Regions from separate parts of the Mus musculus genome. Here regions 1 and 2 are each linked to region 3. The links are chromatin contacts, called in public HiChIP or PLAC-seq maps. All regions are on one chromosome and are shown on one strand. Each heading gives the region's core, a stretch centred on a gene start, on an enhancer-like site or on the middle of the called end of the contact. The rest is flanking DNA. Distances are from core to core; before and after follow the strand shown.

The links. HiChIP or PLAC-seq counts read pairs in DNA pulled down with a chosen protein or histone mark.
Region 1: a RAD21 HiChIP or PLAC-seq map of pro-B cells shows a contact between it and region 3, with 6 times the contacts expected there. The contact joins two enhancer-like sites. A contact is called at or near these places in 2 of 15 datasets of contacts at CTCF or cohesin (large pre-B cells and pro-B cells).
Region 2: a RAD21 HiChIP or PLAC-seq map of pro-B cells shows a contact between it and region 3, with 8 times the contacts expected there. The contact joins two enhancer-like sites. A contact is called at or near these places in 1 of 15 datasets of contacts at CTCF or cohesin (pro-B cells) and 1 of 115 datasets of contacts at active chromatin or transcription factors (embryonic stem cells).

The regions. Positions count from the first base shown.
Region 1 is chr2:15,824,061-15,826,888 of GRCm38.p6, forward strand. The region is part of intron 20 of Malrd1 (MAM and LDL receptor class A domain containing 1); the gene reads left to right. Among named protein-coding and RNA genes, the nearest start is that of Gm37416, 200 kb to the right of the region's middle. Within about 2 kb of position 1,496, at least 1 of the 459 cell types and tissues checked has an H3K27ac peak or open chromatin away from gene starts, as enhancers often do. A contact at or near this core is called in pro-B cells, where this site is marked.
Region 2 is chr2:15,892,096-15,895,138 of GRCm38.p6, forward strand. The region is part of intron 25 of Malrd1 (MAM and LDL receptor class A domain containing 1); the gene reads left to right. Among named protein-coding and RNA genes, the nearest start is that of Gm37416, 130 kb to the right of the region's middle. Within about 2 kb of position 1,551, at least 6 of the 459 cell types and tissues checked have an H3K27ac peak or open chromatin away from gene starts, as enhancers often do. A contact at or near this core is called in pro-B cells, where this site is marked.
Region 3 is chr2:16,311,291-16,313,999 of GRCm38.p6, forward strand. No RefSeq gene overlaps it. Among named protein-coding and RNA genes, the nearest start is that of Plxdc2, 44 kb to the right of the region's middle. Within about 2 kb of position 1,296, at least 3 of the 459 cell types and tissues checked have an H3K27ac peak or open chromatin away from gene starts, as enhancers often do. A contact at or near this core is called in pro-B cells, where this site is marked.

The DNA of each region.
Region 1 (2,828 bases), core at 246-2,745, 490 kb before region 3:
CCTTAAAAAGTTCAAAAATAGTAGGACAGAGAAAACATTCCCATTTCAAACATAAGAATCAAGGGATTACAAGGTTAATCACCTCTTCACACTGAAGTGCAACCAGCAATTATCAGGGAAAACATTAAATCCTACAGCTCCATATTCTGCACATGAATAGTCTATTCTTTATGCTTTGCCACTTTCAGGATTACACAGATTTCCATTTAGGTATAGGTAGCTCCATTTCACACCCATGCACTCTTGGAGGATGAGCCATAGTTCTGACATCTCTAATGTACTGGGTCCTCTGCTGTGCTAACTATCACAGCTATACTCTGTTGCATTTCAGAATCTCTCTGCATGGAGTTCAGCGGGCCTCAGAAGTTCTCTATACTCCCTCAGTATTTTGTCTTTTATGCCTTCAAAATCAGAACTATATGTGAACAGTACCATCAAATTCTGCCAGATGGTGATGTATGTAACCTGACCTCCTTTTAACACAGCATCATCAACATCTGGTTGCTGACTCTGAAGAATACATTCCTCTTATCTCAGGATATAGCACCAGGTTTCTCTTGAGTGAAACTAATCTCTTGAAGAGTGTAGATACTTGCTTCTCTGCATTCTCCTTGTCTGGACATTTAGGCTTACCCAAGCACATTTCTTTTCTCAAACAAATTAGTTTCTTATCTTTAAATTCAACACACCTCAAATTCGAAAGTTAGGGAAAGACTACAGCCACATTCCTGCCAAAATATTGCATAAATGACTCCTAGCTCAATTCCTGGTAAGGGCGCATGTTTGCCTCTAAAGCCTTTCAAGGCCAGCCATATTATCTGTCCACTATACTCATTTCCTGCAGTATTACTATCATCCTTACTCCTAGTAGAACAGTGTACTGGATAGTTTTGTTTTAACTTGACACAGGCTGGAGTTATCACAGAGAAAGGAGCTTCAGATGGGGAAATGCCTCCATGAGATCCCTCTATAAGGCATTTTCTCAATTAGTGATCAAGGGGAGTGGTCCCCTTGTGGGTGGGACCATCTCTGGGCTGGTAGTCTTGGTTCTATAAGAGAGCAGGCTAAGAAAGCCAAGGGAAGCAAGCCAGTAAGGAACATCCCTCCATGGCCTCTGCATCAGCTCCTGCTTTTTGACTTGCTTAAGTTCCAGTCCTGACTTCCTTGGTGATGAACAGCAGTATGGAAGTGTAAGCCGAATAAACCCTTTCCTCCCCAACTTGCTTCTTGGTCATGATGTTTGTGCAGGAATAGAAACCCTGACGAAGACAAACAGTCAGTTAAAATTTAATAAGAGCAAGCATCAAATTTTTTAGTCCAAAGTTCCAAAGTCTTTCACATATCTCCCACATAAATGTTCTATAAAGCAAAACGCCACGTGGGCAGGTTTAACCAAACACTACTATTACTTTTCTGTGAGAATTTTTGTCTAGTCGCTCTTCCTGTTGCTCAGCTTCACTTCCTGACTTCCTGTTGCTCAGCTTCACTTCCTGACTTCCTGTTGCTCAGCTTCACTTCCTGACTGGTTCCACTGTGGTGTTATCATCCATTTCAATGCCTTACTTCTTCAATTTTGAAAACAATGTTTTCTCTGTCCTATTTTTTGGGGTACTTATAAGAACTCAGAGTTGATAGAATTTAAATTTTATGTTATTAAAAATTTAAATCTTTTAAAGTTGGACACTACAGTACACTTAAAATGAGATTTAGGGACACAAGGTAGAAAACTACAGATGAAAGTAATGCCTTTCTCTCTCTTACTTGCTCTTTTGTGTGAGTGTGTGTGAGTGTGTGTGTGTGTGGGGGGGGGGGGTTCATGTCTCAGTTAGACTCCCTGTTACCAGAATAAGCAAAGTGCATATGTATGTTTAGATCCAAGGCCTCTGTAGCATCATAGAAGGCAACACTGGGCAGGAACACAATGGTTTTTTAAACATTATTTTTCAGTTAGTACACATTCACAAACCTTTTACTGTTGTCAAAAACTTTATCTATTACTCCAGTTCTATTATGTGGTTCTCTGTAGAGCCATACTCCACAATTTAACAGTGTGGGCATTTGAAAGCCATTAATTTCTTTTTAAAAATGGCTGTAGGGACACAATAACAATTACATTCCTACTTACAAAAGTTTGTTTTAAGTGATATGTGAAGACTAATGAATCAACAATGGAAATTGATAAACCAGTTAGCTGGCATATTATATGAGGCAAAAAAATCTCAAGAATTTGACTTAAGGTTGCAGTAATAACTTAAAGAAGAATGGACATTTCAAGCCACACCTTAATAGTAGTACGAAGATTCACAAGCAAGTGGAGTAACATTTAAAATATTTTATCATAGCATGCTGTAAAGTTAAATCATCCCAGACAGCTTTTTTTAAAATTTCATTTAATCTTTTTTTTTTTTTTACATTCCAGATTTTATCCCCCTCCTGGTCCACACTCTGACTGTTTCACACCCCATATCACCTCCTCCCTGCCCTCCCTCTCCTTGAGGATGTCCCCAACCCTCAGCCCCCATCCCACCAGACCTTAAACTCCCTGGGGCCTCCAGTTTCTTGAGGGATAGGTACATCTTCTCTGACTGAACCCAAGCCAGGCAGTCCTCTGCTGTATATGTGTTGGGGGTCTCATAGCAGCTGGTGTATGCTGTCTGGTTGGTGGTCCAATATCTGAGAGGTCTCAGAAGTCCAGGTTAATTGAGACTACAGGATAGCCCTCCTCCTCAGCTTCTTTCAGCCTTTCCCTAATTTAACCACAGGGATCAACAGCTTCTGTTCATTGGTTGGGTGTAAATATCTACATCTGACTCTTTTAGCTGCTTGTT
Region 2 (3,043 bases), core at 301-2,800, 420 kb before region 3:
ATTTATATTTTTTACTTATGAGCACACCATACATTAACCTGTTATCTTATAAAGTCACATCCATTATGATCAAATAATAAATCCTGAAATAATACACTCTCCTTGCTCACATAATAGGTTCATGTCTTATATACATGTAGAAGCACTAGTTAAATGTGCTTATAATCCTACAAGAACCTCAAAATTTATGAAATTAGAGGTACCGACTTTTGGAGAAATATACATTTATATTTGTTATATACTGACAATCTACAGTTTTTATTAATATGTGGCGATGCTTAATTTTGTGGTATTCTTACATTAATTTCTTGTTTGCTGGATATGAGAATGGCTAAACATGTATGGTCATTGCTTCAATTTTCTTTGTATATAATATTCTATTCTGTACTCATATGCCTCTGTGATTTCTTGTATATTCTGGATATGGAAAGCAAAAACAGCTCAATGTTGGTTTTGAGGAGAGCTAATGATTAGTCTCTGCCATTTAGTTGGTGAGTCAAGAACATTAACATTTATATTTGTTGTTTAGAAATATTTCCTAACTTCTATAATTTTATGTAATTTTTTCCTGGTTAGGTCACACATTATTTCTTATTTCTTCTCTAACTTATTTGTCTCAGAAGTTTGATTATTTCTAAGATGGATAAGTAATATGTTCTTTGATTTATTAATCCCTATCATGTTATTTATCTATTGGTGTGTCTTGTTTTGAAAATTATTTCTTTCAGATACATTCTCCTATTCTACCATAGCTTTTGTGGCTTTCTCTCTGATGTTCCTCTGTGGAGTTGGCCTTTGTATGCTGGAATTTTCTCTTGCTGCTTATATTATATCTTCATTCTATAGCTGTAGTCCATTACCTGTCTTTCCTTATATCTGGGAGATTTTATTATATAATTTCATTACATAGCTAGCTTTTATTTCAGTTTCATCTTCTACTCTGTCCATTCTTAGAAAAAGACTAAGAATTAAGAGAACAGCTCATGCCCCATGTTTGAAAGCTTTGGTTATACTATTGCAAACTATTGTTTTCTTTATTGTAATCTGAATAGTTCCTTGACCTTGTCTTGTCTTCAATCCATGATATTATTTTTTTTTCTTGATCATGTCTACTGATAATGTTTTCTAGTGTGTTTTAAATTGGTAGACTTACTCTTTGAGATGTTTTTAATGTTTCTCTGTTAAATTTGCACTTTGTTGGAATGGCTGTCTTGGAGGTTTTTCTTTTTATCTTTCTCTCACATTTTGGTTATTGTTGTCTAACTTTTTAATAAGTGATCTTTAAATTAACTCATGCTCTGTCTACTAATTGGATGGAAGAAGCAGACAGCAGTCACAGAAACAATGATTTGACAACTATCCTGGCTTTGTTCTACTAAAATATATACTGCTGAGTATAAGCAAGGAAACAAGCAGGCATTATGGAACTTTCTTTTCTCTGCTCTAACTGTTATAAGTTCCTGTGTCAACCTCCCTCCAATGATGGGCTATAACTCAGAACTGAAAGCCAAACTGACCTACTTCCTTTTGTTGTTTTGGTCAGGATATTTTATTGCAGAAACAGAAATGAAATTAGGACACCCCCAAATTAAAACCACATCCTTGCCAGTGGACTCCACTACCAGAGAAGAAATCACAAATGAAACTCAGAAAAAAAATTATGAAGTGAGTTGAAATGAAATTGTGGCACATGAAAACCATAGTAGTTGTTCCAAAACTCCTCTTAAGTATATCTGCAAGCTTCCATTTTACCTAGATTCTGTAGGTTGCAAATAGAATGCTTCCTGTGGTCTTTCTACAAAACCACTGCTGGGAGCAAAGCACTTGCTTCATGCTATAAATAGGAAAGGAAGCTTCACATTAAGGGAGCAGTTCCCTACTGTCTATATGAAACAGTGGGGATCTGTTTTCTTCGCACTTAGCACAGAGTAGTTTGTCTTCTGTACTTACCCTGCCAATAGCATTCCAGATAAATATCTGGTTGAAGCTCTGTGGCTATTCATTTTTTCCACTGAAAGAACCCTAAAATAATAGACATGTTTATGATGGAGAAATATTTCTCTTTAGTGAATACATAAGAGAAAGTAAATAGTAAGTCTCATGAGCTTGAAAAATGAGGACCCATAAAATGTTCAATACCAAAACTATAACTATAACTGAAGCAGCTGCAGAAATAACTGGATTGGAAGGCTGTAACTGATGCGAACAGCATTCTGTGCCATAACATTATTCTTGATGGTTACTATCATTTGTTTCAGCCGTGAAAGCCAGGAATAACTTTTCCTCTTGCTTACATGCTTTCTTCTCTCTCTTTTCTTAGGACAATATGTGTTTTATGTGGCCAGTAAACGGAAAACCATGGCACTTTCCCACTTAGGGAATCATACACTTAGATATACTTAGGGGGGGATATCTAAATAAATCATGAAGTCCTTCAGGCTTTTTCAGCTGCAGAACCAATGAAAAGTGCAGCTTACAAAGTAGATTTCTACTTGCCTATGGGCACTAGTAAGATGTTTTGTGATACAGTAGTTTGCATTATTTTTTCATTTTATTTGCTTTCTATACATATTCTGTTTGCTCCAAAGACAGCCCATTCCTGAACAAACACATTTGCTAAAAACTATGAATGTTCTTAGGACTAAATTTTCATTCAGCTTACGAAATGCCAGTTTTTGTTAAATCTAAGACATTGGTGAACCATAGTTACTATATAAATCTTAATATGCTATTTAAAAGTATATAATGCTGGCTTTTATTGATTTTATTACTCAGGGTTCTCTAATGAAGCAGAACAGAGGGAATCCATACATGTTTCCAAGGAAACAAAACTAAATTAACTTAGAAGATACAGGCTGCTTATTTCAACAGTGAATTAACTGCATATCAGACAGATTGGAGGCAAAACTACTACTTTTTCCTAACAGCTGGATGCTGAATACCTGGAGAGCCACTGCTCTTCAATTCATATTGGAAATTTCAAGAATCCAGGTTCTAATTGGAAGCAAAGAGTTGCTGTAAAAATAGCTACTGAGGAGTAGAA
Region 3 (2,709 bases), core at 46-2,545:
TCACTCGTTCCCATACTTATTTTATTTATCTCATCACTGTTGCTAATGTCATGATCCTCCATTTGTAGACTGTGATCAACCATATTTGCTGAAGTCTGATGATGGAGTAGCACCCACTGTGCTAAGTGGCACAGCAAACACAAACATGCCTTGTCCTGGACACCCTTTCTGAGTGTGTGGCCACTTAAGAATGACTACCTCAGTGTTTCCTTTACATTTGTTTGCTTTCTGTGATGGGCCTTTACTCTGTATTCCAGGCCAGCTTAACACTTCGGATCTCCCTGTCTTAGACTCCCAAGAACTTGGGTTTATAGGTGTGTCTCAGTTTACATGGTTTAAATTACTCTGGTCTTTTATCCTAAGGTGTCTAGAAGAGACATATACTTTGTAGCTATCTTAGTGTGTGTGTGTTTGTGTGTGTGTGTGTATGGGTTTGTGCTTGTATGTGTATATATGAAGATATAACCTATGAAGAAGAGCATAATGCAGAATAAATGAACAAGCTGAGTGAAACATTAACCCCCTTAGGTTTCAAAATCTTTGTAATCTTGATAAGATGTACTTAAAGGAACTCAAAATGGCCTCCCAGAGATTGAAGTAAGGGGACAAAAGTAGGTGATTGAATAAGACTTCTCTTTTGTCATGTGGCCATCTACCATGGAAGCTTAATTTTTATAAATTATGCATCAGTGTCCTTAGGCAACCTTGAGAACTCTGAATGCAGACATTCACAGTCAGAAGACAAGCATGCTAAGCTGTCCATAGAAGGGCCACTCCCACCTGAAGCTCAGTAACTCTCAGCTCACCACTTTAGGAGGATACAGAAACTGAGAAACCAAACCTGTGATTCTGTTATCAAGAACGTGACTGCTGTGAGTTTTGAAAATACATTTAAGTTTTAAAAAAGAAAGAAAACTCACATCTTAATCACACCCCTTATAGAGTTAAACAGGTTTATATTTGGTGCTAAATTAAAACAAACAAATGGAGAAAAAGAAAAAGAAAAGAAAAACACTTTTAAGCAGAGGCATGTAGTATTGGAATTATGTCATTGGGACTAACAAAAGAAAGCTTTCTTTTTCAAAACTTCTCTGAGAAAAGGGGAAATGTATTTGGCTACTGCAAACTTGGCTTTTACACATGTATTTGTAAATAGGTTAAGTATGAAAATAAGCTCACCTAATGGGAGTCTCTGATCATTTGTAACAAAAATTCTTCCTTTTTTTCTATGTTGTTTTATCTTCATTTGTGTATTTTTTTTCTCTGCTATGCATTTGGCCTGCCAATGCCACCTAGAGGTATCTTCAGGCATTGCACAACTCAAGATAGACCCTAAAGAACCGGCTTTTACCTCGACCATAAATTTTGACTATTCAGGGAACAAAAAGTACATGTTTTTCACACCAACTATTCAAGTTTCCTGAAATTTCTAGGAACCTTGTTTATTTTATAATTTATTGACTTCACAAAATAGAATGTTGAAGTGTGTGGAGAGATTAAAAACTTGGCTCTCGTTGCTCAACCTTGAGCAAGTTGCTTATTCACTCAGGAAGTACATCTCCTCATTTACAAAGTGTGTGCTGATGTGAGACTGCTCAAGATTATTGGAAGGATGGGGAACACATCTACCATGGGCTACACTAGACAGAAAGCATATGGTCTACACTAGATAAGAGATGAGTTTATCGTTAAGTATGGCTGTGGTGCTAATGAAAATTATATGGTGTCACATTGAACTAAGTGGTTGTCTTTAAAACAGAAAGACAATTACATGATATCTAAAATTTTCCTTTTAAAAACTTTAAAACTTAAAAGCAAACATAATTATCCTTGCATATATCTCTTGGATCATTAAGGAAATTTTGATAAACTTACATTGCATCCCTACAGTCCTCTGAAGCAGTTACAGACACTTGGCTAGTGAGGACTGTGGGCCTTAGCTGCAGAAGATGAGCTTTTCCTTAAAAACTGGGCAGTAAGCATGGCACTGGTATATTTCTTCTATCATAGCCATTCCAACTTGGAGTTGAAAGCTGTGGATCTTTAATGAGTGTAATTAGGGGAAAACCATGGAAAGAATAGAATTCAAATGTTTTCATTTAAGACATAAGCTTCAGCAAATGATCCATGTCTGTTTCTTTCTCTTTTCACCAATGTAAAACCTGAAAATACCCAAGGGCACATGAGGGGCAGCCACAGAAGCACACAAGGGTCAAGAGCTATGTGAAGATTTCTTTCTGTTTTATTTTTTAAGTATATTTTACTTCATCCTCTCCTAATTGCTTCATTCCTCTCCGACCCAAACAGTGACTTCTCATCCTTTAACACCTCAAAAAAGATTCAATCATGAATTTGTTCATTTGTACCAGTCTGTGAGACTATCCTGAGGTCTGGCAGCAACATTATTAAAGAGATAAAACATGAATGTGAAAATAAACTTACAGAATTATCCTCTTTGTCATTGAAGGGCACACTGCAAAAACCCTAGTGGATGCTGGAAACTGCAGACAGCATTAAACCATCTGTGTGTGCATGTGCATATGTTTCATGCATGTGCAAGTGTATGTCTATGTGTGTACTCTGTTTTTATAATATATACGTATAATAAAGCTTAATGTTTGAATTGTGTATAGAAATAAAATTGAACTATAAATATACAAAGCATGACAGTCTACTCTAATAGAAGTTTTGATTTTTTTCCTCTCTGTC